Linked DNA regions of Sus scrofa: regions 1 and 2 are each linked to region 3. A link is a contact called in public HiChIP or PLAC-seq data. All regions are on one chromosome and are shown on one strand. Each heading gives the region's core, a stretch centred on a gene start, on an enhancer-like site or on the middle of the called end of the contact. The rest is flanking DNA. Distances are from core to core; before and after follow the strand shown. Region 1 overlaps MSI2 (RNA-binding protein Musashi homolog 2-like). Region 2 overlaps MSI2 (RNA-binding protein Musashi homolog 2-like). Region 3 overlaps MSI2 (RNA-binding protein Musashi homolog 2-like).

Region 1 (4,816 bases), core at 2,116-4,615, 130 kb after region 3:
GGCCGCACTTTGCTTGCCAGGTGTGTGCTCCTTCCTAGAACATCTGGAGGGCGCAGGGTAAAGAGGCAGCTCTGCCCCACCTCTGGGAATCCTGGTGGATCCTCTGACAGCTGGACCTTCTGGCCGTGGTGGGAGCCATGAGACGCCTCTGAACTGACCCCTCCTCATCCAGGACCCGCTCCACCTCAAAGTGTGAACGTTCAGAACACAGCCCGAGGCGCCACAATGAGGTTTCTTGCCGGCTTGGGCCGATAAGAATCCACATTTCTGGAGAAACCCAGGTTTTTTTGGCCGATAGAGGAAGAAGGAAGAAGAAATGGCTGTAGGAAGATGAAGAGTCAACTCATGACCAAGTTCCTGGTCCAAAATGAACAGATTCATAATGTCGTTTAGGGGGTTCCCCTCGTGATGCAGCGGAAGTGAATCCGACTACGAACCATGAGGTGGTGGGTTCGATCCCTGGCCTCACTCGACGGGTCAAGGATCCGGTGTTGCCGTGAGTTGTGGTGTAGGTCACAGACGCGGCTCAGATCCCATGTTGCTGTGGATGTGGTGAGGCCAGCGGCTATAGCTCCAATTAGACCCCTAGCCTGGGAACTTGCATATGCCGTGGGTGCAGAAAGACCAAAAAAAAAAAAAAAAAAAAAAAAAATGTCGTTTAAGGTGGCAGCTGTCCCAAACCGATGAGCCTTGTGCACATTCTATGAGGCGCTCAGTAGGAGTAAGTGAGCCCATAGCCTGTCCTGTTAAATGTAGAGCTTGACTCAGAGCCTTCTGGGTGTATCTTTCCCTGTAACCAAGGTGATGCTCCCAGCAGAGACAAACAGGTGACCCAATGGGGGAAGAATTCTGGGGTGTGCTGCAGGATCCCAGGATGGCAGTGCAGAAGGCCAGTCCCCTGGTCCCTGAGCGGATGGGCCACCGGCCAGGCTGACCCACCTGTCTCTGAGAGCCCGGCTGTCTCTGGAACCCGAGCTAGGAGGGGGTATGACATGGGCCCTGCTTCGGGGTTATGGGGAGGTCTTCCATCTGGATCCCAACCACCTGCCAGCTCCCACTCAGGAGAACACTTACAAAAGCCAACAGAAAGGAAATTATAGGACGTTCATGGGATTGATTATTACACATCCATGAATCAATAATCCATTGATTATTACACATCCATTAAAGGGAGGTTTGCAGGGAGTTTTTAAATGACGTGGAAATGCTGATGACATGATATTGCAGGAGAAGGGCTATAAAATGTGTGTATGTACCCTAGGAATCGCATTAGACTTAGAATCAGCTGGGGAGTTCTTAGAGGATACCAGTTCCCAGGCGCCCCCTCAGCCCACGTAAATCAAGAGTTTCTGCACAGGGCTGTTTGTAAAGCTCCCCAGGCGGTGAGGCTGTGCAGCCTGAGCTGAGAGTAAGTGCAGCAAAGCCATGTTCCTGGAAGGAGAGAAATTCCCCAAACTGGTATGTTGGTGCCTTAATCCTTTCTGAATTGTCCAAGGTTTTGCAAACTGCCTGGGAGCCATGCATGGAATGGGCGTCCCTCGCAGCTGGTATAAATGGACGGTGCCGGAAACCCAGGTCAGGCCCCGTGGGCAGTCCCCTTGCTACTGTCCCCACGCCACCCACCCACCCCTTGTCTCTGGTCCTTGAGGTTCTGTTGACTCGGATGTTTATTTTGACGCTCCCAGCAGTGAGGCCGTAACGCCCATTCAGAGCATGTATCGGAAAAACAACCCAAAACAATTGATTTGAGACAAAGAGGGAAACCCAGCCTATCCCCACTGCCTTTGCTCCTGGGGTGTGTTCAAGTCACCAGAGCCCAGCCATGTAGGGTGGAGAGTCCCACAGCGTAGCCTGCCAGGCCAGCGGAGCTTGGTTTACACAGACAGACAGACAGACAGACACACACACACCTGGCAGAGGGACTGGCATGGGGCAGGTGGTCAGGGAAGTGATTACAGCCTCCCCCCCGCAGAGGGGAGTGCAGGGCCTCTGCCCACCATGGCTTCACCACCTGCCGTCTGGCTGGTGAGGACCAGGCCGGAGCGTGCGGTCGGCCGTCACCGGCTCCTTGTTGATGCATCAGCTCTAGCTCAGAGCCTCTGAGCGGATGTCCAGGATGAGGAGTGGCATCTCATTTCTGGAGCTGTGGTGGCTCTCACTAGGAATGGCGCTTTTGCCCAGTCTTGACATCGTTTTATTCTTGAGCCCCGAGAACCAGCGGCGGGGAGCACGCGCTGCCAACCTGTTACTGCCTGTCCCTGGCGGGGAGGAGGGCGGGCCGCCCCTGGCAATGGAGAATCAATCCGCCACTAGCTTTTGTCGTTGTTCAGTCTTCTCCCTGGCCTTCATGTGGCCTGACCTCCTGCACTGCGAGAGGGGAGGGTGCAGGGAGGGAGACGTGCCCCCCCCACCCCCGGCCCCCAGCCGCCCCCACCGCCCGACCATCCAGGAGGCCTGCTTCTGATCGACGGGCGGTGATTGTCCTCTCTTACCTCCGATACCTCTGGCCGCTGGCGGTCTGGCCAGAAGCAAGACTGGAGATGCCTCCTCTTATTATCCTTGTCATTGGATTCATCGTGTGGCCAAGGTCAAGAGTCACCCAGTCTGTGCCTTGGTTTCCTCTGGGGTTCAAATGGGGATAATGATCCCTTTCAAGATACCTCATTGGATGATTGTGAGGATAAAGTGAAATCACCTACGGGAATGGTTTTGAAAAAGACAGTGGTGACATAATAACAGTAATTATAATAATGACACCTCCAGAGCAAATCCAGACCCTCGGCCGTTCTTTCTCTGTCTGCTCCCCACTGGGCAGGCGAGCCGTTCACATCGAAGGCGCAAGTCGATACCTCCCACCGCAGATTGTGTGCCTCTAGTTCCCCCCACATCCGGAGGGGTCCCAAGCTGTCTCTCCACCAAGGCCCGTCTCCCTCCGTCCCGCCCCAACCTGTGCACAGCTGCCCTTGTTTTCCAAATCCCCAAACAAGGGCGCTGTGTCATTAGGGTGATTCTCGCAGCTGTTGTTCCTCTCCGCTCTGGGGGGTGCGGTGGGGGAGCTGGAAGCCTGATCGGCAGTTCCAGAGCGTAAATCAGAGGCTTCCAACCCGTGGAGGCCAGGGGACCCCAAAGGTGTGTGCCGCAGAACTGGGCCCTCGGGCCTGAGCTTTGCAGGGAAGGCAGTGAAGGATTTGGCCTCACCCAGGAGGAATGTCACCGGTTCGGATGAGGATTCAGAGGTTTAATCAGCAAAGCTATTTAGGGGCCGGTGAGTCGAACTGTGAGAATTATTTTGAGCTTCACCCTGTTCCGGAAATGTTGGGTTCGCTAAGCATGATGGTATTTGGCACCAGCAACCAGGAAAGAGTGAGGACTTGCCTTGCAAGCCTCCAGGATTACAGGAATTTGCAGGGCTCCCGGGCCCAGGGTTGGCTTCCAGTAGTTTGGGTGGAAACTGGGGGGCGGTGGGAGGGGGGCCCGGTCTCAGAACTGTGGCTTCTGGGGAGCTGCCTTTTCCAAGACGCATCTGTTTACCCTTTTCCTTAAGGAAATCTGCCCCGAATTAGTGTTATTCTGGGCTTGCTTCTCTTGTCCGCTTTGTCACCCAGAGGCATGGTGGATTCAGCCTCAGGTCCTCCTGCCACACGAGCAGGTGCTGAGCCAATACGGACTGAGTCACCAGGAGGCTGGCGGTGCACAGGAGGGAATGTGGTCCCTTCTGTGGGACGAACGCCCCCTGGCCCCGGAGCCGCCATTCTGCCCCAAGGCCACCACCCTGTGCACGTCAGTGTGGCGCCACATTTGGGTAGCACCTGCTCCCCCGCCGCCCTGATTCAGAGGAGACTGGGTTTAGGTTTCCGTTGTAAACTCTATTTTTAACTAAGCTGAGCAGAGACCTGGCTGAGGTGGCTGTAACTTATGGGCATTAGGTGACCCATGCGGTGGGAACAGGAGGCTTTCTCACTGGGCCGTGCAAGTGTGGACGTGCCCGGCTATGCCGCCCAAGGATCCCAGATGGGCGGGGACCTAGGACAGAGCTTGGGCAGGAGCTCCCCCTACGAGGCCCGGATGTGCAGAGCCGATGGAAAGGCTGGGGCAGCAGCCTCCCCAGATGCTCCGTGCTGGTCTCTCCCATGTTAGCCGTGACCGCTTGTCAGTGTCTGCCCTTCCTGTTCACATTGGTTACTAGTTATGGTAAAAACCCTGGCTTACGTGTGTAGTTCCCAAAGGCATCGATCCTTATAATAACCTTGTGAGGCGATAACAGTATTATCATGAACGTATATAATTATATTAACAGTGACCAGGAACTTCTGTATGTCGATCCCCCGAAATGTGTTCCGCTTTGTGCAAAACGGCCCGTGTTCTCTCCTGAATAAGATGGGGAGGGCGGGTAGCCCTGGGATTTCCATTTTTCAGATGCATTCCCTTGGCCAGTTTTTGTGGAGCGCGGGTCGGAGGTACAGGGAACTGGGTAGTGAACAGGGTGGCCTGGGGCGTCCCCCTGTGGCTCAGCAGCTGAAGTAGTTAGCTGGCATTGTCACTGCAGCGGCTCGGGGTGCTGCTGTGGTGTGGGTTCGATCCCTGGCCTGGGAAATTCTGCGTGCTGCGGGTGCCACCCCCAAAATACATAAATAAAAATAAATAAGTTTTGAAAAATAAAAGGGAAAACTTAAAAAAAAAAAGCAGACGGCATCTCACACGTCCATGAGGAAGCCAGGACTGTAGCAGGCACACGAGGGCTGTAGCAGTCACAGGAGTCACTCCGGGTGACACAGCTTGTGAGGATGGAGCTGGAGATCAGCCCCATCCTCACTGC
Region 2 (4,728 bases), core at 1,964-4,463, 170 kb after region 3:
GAACTCAGCGGAGCTGCCAGCCCTGTTCAGTAAGAGGAAGAGTAGGTGGGTTTGTTTAAAATACTCCCATTACAGTCAGTTAACCTTTATGTTTCCTAAATGAAAATTGTATAAACCTGAAATTTTCGTTGATCAGGTTGCCTAGAAACAGGCAGCAGGTTTTCATAAGACAGTGCAGTAGATTGTCACCGATAGGGCTATTAGCAAGTGAGCTGGTGACTGCATTATTCCAGATCCCGGTGTTGGCGTTCCATAATTGTCTGTCTGCCTCTGCGGATCACACCCCTCTCTCCAGGCTCGGGCAGGCTCTTTGCAAATGAGGGCCTCTGAGTCCCAGGGATGGGATGGGGGCGTTCAGGAGCACATCGTCACCCCGGCTTACGAGCGAAATCGAAAAGGCCCAGGTCTGATGAATTTAGGTCATTTGCATCACCTCTCCTCCCTGACTTACAGTAATAAGGCCCAAAGCAGACGATGTGGGGGATAAACAAGAGCGACAGAATGCACAATGGAAATAAAGAACAAAGTCACCCTGAGGTTCCCGTCGTGGCGCAGTGGAAACAAATCCGACTAGGAACCATGAGGTAGCGGGTTCGATCCCCGGCCTCACTCACTGGGTTAAGGATCTGGCGTTGCCATGAGCTGTGGTGGAGGCCAGTAGCTGTAGCTCTGATTCAACCCCCAGCCTGGGAACCTCCATATGCAGCCCTAAAAAGCCAACAAAGTCACTCTAAGACAACTTTGGTATGATTGCTTTAAGATTTTTCCCCTGTAAGATAAAAATATTTTTTTTTTTTGGCTGCACCCTCACAGCATGGGGAAGTTCCCAGGCCAGAGATCAAACCCAAGCCATGGCAGTGATGATGCCGAATCCTTAATCACTAGGCCACCAGGAAACTCCTAAGTACTTATTCATTGTCCAGAAGCCCCCCTCTTGCAATTAGTTTGCCCAGGACTAAGGGTTTCCATTGTGTGTTACTGTAAGCTTGCTTCTCTGTATCTGCATAGCTTTCAGTCAGCTTGGATGAACCAAACTCCACCCTAACTCCCTATTCTTGGACATTTAAGGTATTTCCTTTCTTAAAGAAAAAAAAAATTACAGGGAGTTCCCATTGTGGCACAGCGGAAACAAATCCAACTAGTTTCCATGAGGATGCAGGTTCGATCCCTGGCCTCACTCAGTGGGTCAGGGATCCAGCATTGCCGTGAGCTGTGGTTATAGCTTGCAGATGCGGCTCGGATCCCTTGTTGGTGTGGCTGTGGCGGCTGCAGCTCTGATTTGACCCCTAGCCTGGGAACTTCCATATGCCGTGGATGTGGCCCTAAAAAGCAAAAAAAAAAAAAAAAAAAAAAAAAAATTATAAATATATATATTTAATTAAATATATATATTTAATTAATGCTCGTAGCCTCATTCTTACAGGATAAATTACAATAAGTGGGATTACCTCGTCATGGGATGTGTACACTTGTTGCTTTTGCTATTTCGTTGGGTTGCCCTCCAGAGAAATATATACCAGTTTCCCTCCTGCTCCCCATACTCTCAGAGACTTTGACATCAAATAATCCTTTCATCACGACCAGTCTGGTTGGCAAAAAATAGGTCTCGTTTGGGGATTCCTGCTTCTTTGGTAGCCATTTGTCAATTGCCTGTTCGTGTCCTTTATCTGTTTTTCTTTGGCAATGCCCATCTCTTTCCTCTTAATCTATAAAAATTCTTTGTATTGAATACATCAGTCGTAAATGGTGATGTATTCCGTCCACTTTTTCAAAGCATGTGTGGTCCTTGGTATCTTTGAAGAAAGAGAAGTTAACATTTTAAGGAATTAAAGCTTCCCCCTTGCCTTAAGCACTAAAATATTTTTTAATTGAAGTAGTTGGAATGAAAATATCTCCAGAATGGATATAGCCCATGTATGTCCCTTTCAAACAAAGGATATTGCCCACAGTTTAATTTTTGCCTTCATCTCTCAAACATGCCATGAGCAATAGTAATTTTCTGTGTGGTAGTGACATCCCCAGCAGATGTTGAGCTGTATGGAGTTTTGTGGGTTTTGTTTTTGTTTGATTGTTTTTTAGGGCTCCACCTGCAGCCTATGGAAGTTCCCAGGCTAGGGGTCAAATGAGAGCTGCAGCTGCCGGCCTACACCACAGCCACAGCCAGATCCAAGCCTCATCTGTGACCTACACCACAGCTCATGGCAGCGCCAGATCCCTGACCACTGAGCAAGGCCAGGGATCGAACCCCCCTCCTCATAGATGCTAGTCGGTTTGTTTCTGCTGCACCACAACAGGAACTCTGAGCTATGTGGAGTCTTGACTCCTATTCCATGTGGCCTCAGACTGCTTTTTAAAGAAGATACCCGATTCTCGGAGTTCCCATTGTGGCTCAGAAGGTTAAGAACCTGACTAGTATCCATGAGGATGTGGGTTCAATCCCTGGCCTTGCTCAGTGGGTTAAGGATCCAGTGTTGCCACAAGCTGTGGTGTAGGTCACAGGTGCCGCTTGGATCTGGCGCTGCTGTGGCTGTGACGTGGGCTGGCAGTTGCAGCTCCGATTCGACCCCTAACCTGGGAACTTCCAGAGGCCACAAGTAAGGCCCTAAAAAGGAAATTAAAAAAAAAAAGAAAAAAGAAAAGAAAAACCTGATGCATGTCTTTCCCCCCATCAGGCCTTCATGCTATAGTTTTTGCTGCTTTAAGCACTCCTGCCTTGCCCTTCATCATCCCAGCCTCATCAGCAGTGGGATTGGTTACCAGCTACCAATACGTGTTAGGTCTGTCTGTAAACGAAAATAAAGCGCTGAGCAAGAGCCTAAGGAATACTAGTAAAAACAGCGTAGGAACTTCAGCAAGCAACAATTTCACTTCCTTCTTGGGGTTTGTGTTCTGTATCCTTAAGGTTGTTATAGAAATGACTCCTGGATGTGAGCAGAATAGGATTAAGAAATTTTGGAGGCAGAGGGGGAACCAGAAAGGCAAGATTAGCAACCCCTTGAAGACGTCGCTGCAAAGTGAGGAACCAGTAATCCATGCTTAATCGTATTACTTTCCCAAGGAGTGTGGCTGGGGCAGTCTTAGGGAGATGGTGGCATTGCTGACCTAGAAATTTAAAAAATCCAGCTTCCGGGCCTGCACTGCTGGGATGTGGCTTAGCGCGGGTTACCCAAGCCTTCTGATGCCCAGTTTTCTCATCTGAAATGGAGCCTGTCTGTTTAAGAAGAGATAGGATCAGATGGCCTTGACCTGAAGCATCTCTGACCTGATGGAGCCTGAGAGGAATGCATATACGTGTCAAGGGCCAAATGATCATGACAAATTATTACTGTCTCTGTCATTATTCACAGACGCATCCCGGGACCATTGTCCGCTTCCTCCCCTCTCCTGCCTTCCGCGCCGGTTTCATTTTGCGCTCCAGCCGAATACCCGTGCATCTTCAGCCGATGTCCTTGCCGCCTCTCCAAACCCCATCTCATCCTTGTAGGTTTTTCTGAAGCAGGATTTGCACAAGTGGTGTGTTTTCTTAAATATTTATTTTGCAGGCCATTTACGCGGCACGGCTATTTTTACAGCGAGTAAGGAGCAAGGCTAAAAATAACTTAGCTGGTAACCAGATCAGTTCTGCATTTGACATTTACATGGAATTCATTTGCATCTCATTTGTTCGCCTTTCTGTTTAACAGGTAGAATGTAAGAAAGCTCAGCCGAAGGAAGTCATGTTCCCACCTGGGACAAGAGGCCGGGCCCGGGGACTGCCTTACACCATGGATGCGTTCATGCTTGGCATGGGGATGCTGGGTGAGTCTGGACCGAACCCTGGGGACCAGGTCACCTTCCAGCTGGGCAAACTGCTTCACCTGCCTGAGCCTCAGTTTCCCCATTTGTAAAGGAGGATGATAATCTTTCTTGAAAGACAGTTGTGACCATTAAATGAGCAGAGATAGCTAGCTAGATGGATGGATGGATGGATAGACAGACAGACAGACAGATAGATAGATAGGCGGGCATCTTGTCCATGCCTGGCTCATACGAGGTATTTTTTATCCTTTCCGCTCCCGTTTTCTTTTCTTTCTTTCTTTTTTCTTTTAGCTGTGCCCATGGCATATGCAAGTTCCTGAGCCACAGCAATGACCCAAGCCCCTGCAGTGACAACACCGGATCCCCAACCCACTGAGCCACCAGGGAACTCCTCCACTCTCCTTTTCCAAAGAAGGAAAAGTTACAGTCTTTGCCTAAGCCCTCCCTCCCAGGAGTCCTTAAAGACCTAAGGACTCCTGGCTGTCTTCCCTTGGGTGAGCTGAAGCTACATTTTCTAAAACTTGCAAGAGGAGGGGATGTAGTAAGGTGGCCGATAATCCTGTCTCTTTCAATGATTAACATTTTTCTCTTGGGATATCAAAATTTGCATTTAAATGGATGTCTTAAATAACCTGTTTTATTCTTTATTTGCCAAAAAAAAAAAAAATGATGAAAGACAAAGTGTGTTTGTTCCGACGAAAAATGATCTCTCCTGGCTTTTAGAGCAATTGAGTTGCATATTATGCCCCTTCCTTAAAGGTATCTCTGTCCGTCCTGCGTAGATAATTGAAAATCTTGCTGCTTAAATGGCATGAAAGATGGAGAAAGCAGTGGAGAAGCGTAATGGTGTGGGTCGCAACAATAATTAGAAATTTCAAGGCGAGAGAACGGTATTTTAGTGCAAGTTATTGTGTGTCGGGAAAATACTAA
Region 3 (4,571 bases), core at 381-2,880:
GAGACATAAAAAGGTAGCATCAGTGTGCAGACTCAGCTCTGGAGTCGGATGGACCTGGGTTTGAGCCTGAGGTTCAGGATGCCGTTTTGTCGGCGGAGCTTTTTCTGTCTTGAGTAAAAGGGGATCCTGGAAGGCAGAGCCCCATGTGAGGCCCAGAAGGCATGTCCCATCAGGGTTGCTCTCTTTTTCCTTTTCTCAGCCCGATTCTATCCTTTCTTCCTTTGCGGTGTTGCCGTTTAAACCTACGTAATTACAGTGTCATCAGAAGCGTTACGCTGGTTAACTGGGATCTGAGGAACACTTAGCAGGCTGCCCTGCACATAGTAGGTCCAGTGACAACAGTAGTTGCTATAGTTGTCTGTTTGGGCCCAGGGACAGCTGCAGGGTCTCGTTACTTTTCATTCTTGCGGCAGCCTGGCAGCTTTGTGGGGAGGTGCCGGACCAGAGGCGTCTCAGTAATGCTTCGCCTCCCTCCGCCCCAGTGAGCCCCCAGGGAGGCTTCCCCCACTTTAAGTGGGCTCCGTGTCACGTGCGTGTCCTTGCACATCCGCACCGCCAGTTTTGACGAACCTTCTGGAGACGTTGACCTTCTTGGTTCTCAAGCATGAGTAACTTTGCTTCCCTCAAGGGAAGTTGCTGTAAGTCTCAAACTTGGAGGGGTTTTTGTTTGGGGGCAGGGTGTTATTTCCCTGAAACCTCAGAGGGCTCATTGGGGCCGCAGGGTTTTAGGCAGCCTGTCTGATGATCCCCCCACCCCACCCCCTAGGAAGTGGGTGTTTGGTTCTCCATTGGCCTCTCCTCACTGTGATCCGTCTTGGGGGAAACAACCCATAGGCAGGTCCAGGGGCCCAAGATGCGAGTAGATGCAGATGGAGAGAGGGTGTCGAAAGACGGAGGAAGGCCGGGAGCCGGCGCCGAGGCGGGGGCGCTGGAGGTGCCGCTGGCCCCGGGCCACGTTCGCCTGCCTTTCTCCCTGACAGGTGTGCGGGAGTGGCATCTCCTGCCGGCAGTTCTGGGGCCTGGGATGTCTCTGGCAGACAGCACGGGAAATGTGATGCTCAGACTCTTCGGGGGACAGGAGAGCGCCAGAATGCTTGCAGAGACTGTCCTTGTCAGAGTGGGAGGGGGTGAAGCAGGGCGGTGATGGGGGGACTCAGATTCATCAGACCAACCGCAGACGGGGCGGGGGGAGCTGCCTCCGAAGCAGGGCCCTGGGAGACAGGTGGCCGCTCCGGCAGCCCTCTCTGTCTGCCTGGCTGACGATGCCAGGGGCCACCCCACGCCCGGCTCATGGCTGGGATGGAGGCACATGTGCCCTGGGGGGACCTTTTGGCTTGAGCCACAGATGAGGGAGGCCCACGTGGAGCCCGTGGAGGTTCTCAAACCCACTTCGCTTTGGCTGCACCAGGCCTCCGGCCACCCTGGAGGTTTAGCAGCGTCTCGGGTGCGTCCCTGCTGGTGCCACGTGCTCCGTGGCAGCAGCTGTTGGTGCTGACTAATGAGACTTCCTGGCAGCTGCGTTGGGCTCATTTGGCCCTGGCAGGGACCGCCTGCCTGTCCCCACCCCACCCGGGACACCTGAGGCGGATCTGAGGAAGGTGCCTGCAGGCCAAGCGCACACAGAGGCTGTCACGTGGGGAAGCCCGGGAGCTCAGTGACTCATGGAGGCACAGAACAGCGGAAGGGCCGACCTCATCCTCGGCCCAGGAGACGCTCCTGAAGTCAAAGGGCGAGTTCGGGGCTGGGCTGACACTTAAAATCACGTCGTCCATGCTCAGTGCTCTCAGTTAGGCTGCTCCACCTCTGCGAGGCGGGCCTGTCTCGGGCTTGAACTCACTCTGCATCCCCGGCTGCCCATGGCCGCTCACCCGCTATGTGTCCTTGGACAAAGCACTTCCCCTCTCTGAGCCTCAGTTCCCTCAGAGCTGAAGGGGATGACTGCCTCTGCCCCTAGGCTTGTTGTGAGGGCAGAATGAGAGCGCTGGGTAACTCCTCTTGTCCCCACTAAAAAGCTGAGCTGATGTCTGTCTCCCTGTAAATCTAGCTCTGCCCCCGTGAACCACTGAGGAACTGCAGCCTCCTTCTGCTTAGCCCTGGGGGGCGGATGGATGAGGCGCAGAGCCAGGGAAGGAGACAGGAGAAGAACGGGAGCATCTAATGCTCGCTGAGTGCTACCCTTTACCCCGCCCCCAGACCTCTCAACTTTCAGGGCTTAGAAGCAACTCAAAGGGGGAGTTCTCTTCGTGGCTCAGTGGTTCACAAACCTGATTAAGATCCATGAGGATGCGGGTTCGATCCTTGGCCTTGCTCAGTGGGTTAAGGATCTGGCGTCGCCTTGAGCTGTGGTGTAGGTTGCAGACACATCTCAGATCCCGTGTTGCTGTGGCTGTGCTGTAGGCTGGTGGCTGTAGCTCCAATTTGACCCCTAGCTTGGGAACTTCCGTATGTCCATATGCCACAGGTGCGGCCCTAAAAAGCAAAAAAAAAAAAAGCAACTCAAAGGGCCTGAATTCTTGACAGTTTTACAGAATTCCTGACAAATGGCTGGCGAGGCACCCTTTGCGTGGTGATCACAGCTACTGCTCATGGAACTTACAGCACCAGCAGCCACCCGAGGCAGGTTCTGCTGGCCCCTCCAGTTGATGGACTGGAGCACAGAGGCTCCACGTGGATGGTGCCCTTGGCGCAGGGGTGGTCACGACAGAGCTAGGAGATGACCCAGATCCTCCCACTCGGCCATCCTTCTTCTGTGCTGGGAACTTTGTGCCCCGGAAGCATGGGGAAGAGGATCCTGCTTTGTCTGAAGACCTCCCAGGCCTGCCTTACCCTCCACACACTGCATCTGGTTAACCTGACATTGAACGTGGTCCAGGCACAAAAGATTTTTCAAGGCCTGTCTAGAGGGATGAGAAGGCCCTACGGGGGGGAGCTTCCCTCCGTGGCAGTAACTAAACCTTCCTGCCTCATCTCCTTTTCAAGCACCAGCTCTTCAGGGGTTCAGATAGCACGGCTTTGTGTTCAAGGCCTCTCAGTATTTGAAAAAGGAGGACACCGGTCTGCTTGGGCGTGTCCCCCATTTTCCCCCATGACACTGAATTTTTAAAAAGAGAAGTGTTAGCGTTAGATGAGTGGCTGACCTCTGGGCCTTTTTCAGAGAAATTCCGTGATGGATGTTTTCCCCAGGGTGCACAGTCAGGCTCTCCAACAGAGATAGATCCTTTAAACCTGCCTGACTCCAGAGGCGTCACCACCCACTTCCTGGTAAATACCCGCGGGCCAGGCATGCGTTTGTGAAATTTTTCAGAGATGATCCCGGAAAAGACTCTTCGGGTCACCAAACTGGGGGTTTGTGTCTGGACATGAATTGTGCAAGGGAGGATGGTCTGATCCTGAAATAAGACTTTTTTTTTTTTTTTGTCTTTTCTAGGGCCGCTCCTGCGGCATATGGAGATTCCCAGGCTAGGGGTCCGATCGGAGTATAGCCGCCAGCCTAGGCCAGAGCCACAGCAACGCAGGATCTGAGCCGTGTCTGCGACCTAACCACAGCTCACGGCAATGCCAGATCCTCAACCCACTGAGCAAGGCCAGGGATCGAACCCGCAACCTCATGGTTTCTAGTCGGATTCGTTGACCACTGTGCCACGACGGGAACTCCCCGAAATAAGACATTTTGTACGATCCATCCGAGCCTTTAATTCAATGTTGCAGTTAGTTGCTGAGCTGTCAGATGCTGGGTTTGAAGTCGAAAGTGGACTTTCCCCCCTGTAGCTACAAAGTTCTGTGTCAGCCTAAGTTTTAATTTCCTTGGATTTTTGCATGTTTACAACTCAACTTGGGATTCTCATTGAGCCACCCTTGTTTTGGGGGGTTGTTGTGTTGTTTAGTTTTTGTTTATTTCTTGGTGGTGGTGGGTAAGTGGAAGGGTGGGTTAGTGACAGGGCAAGGGGGGCATGTAATCATTTATTCTCTTAAGTAGGTTTAATTGTATAAAGATTATAATGCATACAAACGTCTGTAATTAGGGGAGTTGGTTCTGTTAGACAGTGTTTTGGTGAAGAAAATTACAGTGTTCATAAGGAGTTTAAGGAGGAGGCAGCTTATATTAACATTAACTAGTTTTTCTCCCTTCATGCTGAGTGTTTACCAGTGTCTCCCCAAATTCCACAGAACCCCCAGTCCTTCTGTGCTGCCTGGCCTGCCTTCAGTTGAACCAGGCCGTTTTCTAGAATAAAGAGCCTTTCTCTCGGGGCTTAGGAGACTCCAATTCATTCTACAGCACGGTGAGTTTCCATCATTGATGAGACGGCTGTTTAGGGGTGTCTCCCTTGTACTGGGCACCTGGGCAGCAGGGGTGTAGACGTGAATGAGGCAGCCGGCTCTTTGCTCTCCTGAGGTTTGTAATCTAACGGGGAATCAGACCTTAGACGAGAAAGATAACATGCGACTTACAGATCCTGATGAGTGCAAAGAGGAAATGGAATCTAGAGCATTAGGTTGGAGGCCTGGGGAAGCGGGCCGGGTGAGGATGCTCTTTTAGGCAGAGCAGGAAGAGGCCTCCGAAGCCATGGACC

What was found. HiChIP or PLAC-seq counts read pairs in DNA pulled down with a chosen protein or histone mark.
Region 1: an H3K27ac HiChIP or PLAC-seq map of skeletal muscle shows a contact between it and region 3. The contact joins two enhancer-like sites. A contact is called at or near these places in 4 of 47 Hi-C or Micro-C datasets (psoas muscle and skeletal muscle) and 1 of 2 datasets of contacts at active chromatin or transcription factors (skeletal muscle).
Region 2: a contact with region 3 is called in an H3K27ac HiChIP or PLAC-seq map of skeletal muscle, with 2.9 times the contacts expected there. The contact joins two enhancer-like sites. A contact is called at or near these places in 1 of 47 Hi-C or Micro-C datasets (embryonic fibroblasts) and 1 of 2 datasets of contacts at active chromatin or transcription factors (skeletal muscle).

What each region holds. Positions count from the first base shown.
Region 1 is chr12:33,861,221-33,866,036 of Sscrofa11.1, forward strand. All of the region lies in intron 7 of MSI2 (RNA-binding protein Musashi homolog 2-like), which reads left to right. Among named protein-coding and RNA genes, the nearest start is that of CCDC182, 170 kb to the right of the region's middle. Within about 2 kb of position 3,366, at least 15 of the 83 cell types and tissues checked have an H3K27ac peak or open chromatin away from gene starts, as enhancers often do. A contact at or near this core is called in skeletal muscle, where this site is marked.
Region 2 is chr12:33,904,663-33,909,390 of Sscrofa11.1, forward strand. It overlaps MSI2 (RNA-binding protein Musashi homolog 2-like), which reads left to right. Exons shown (of 13, transcript NM_001315780.1): 9 at 3,684-3,798. Among named protein-coding and RNA genes, the nearest start is that of CCDC182, 130 kb to the right of the region's middle. Within about 2 kb of position 3,214, at least 1 of the 83 cell types and tissues checked has an H3K27ac peak or open chromatin away from gene starts, as enhancers often do. A contact at or near this core is called in skeletal muscle, where this site is marked.
Region 3 is chr12:33,733,976-33,738,546 of Sscrofa11.1, forward strand. All of the region lies in intron 6 of MSI2 (RNA-binding protein Musashi homolog 2-like), which reads left to right. Among named protein-coding and RNA genes, the nearest start is that of MSI2, 200 kb to the left of the region's middle. Within about 2 kb of position 1,631, at least 8 of the 83 cell types and tissues checked have an H3K27ac peak or open chromatin away from gene starts, as enhancers often do. A contact at or near this core is called in skeletal muscle, where this site is marked.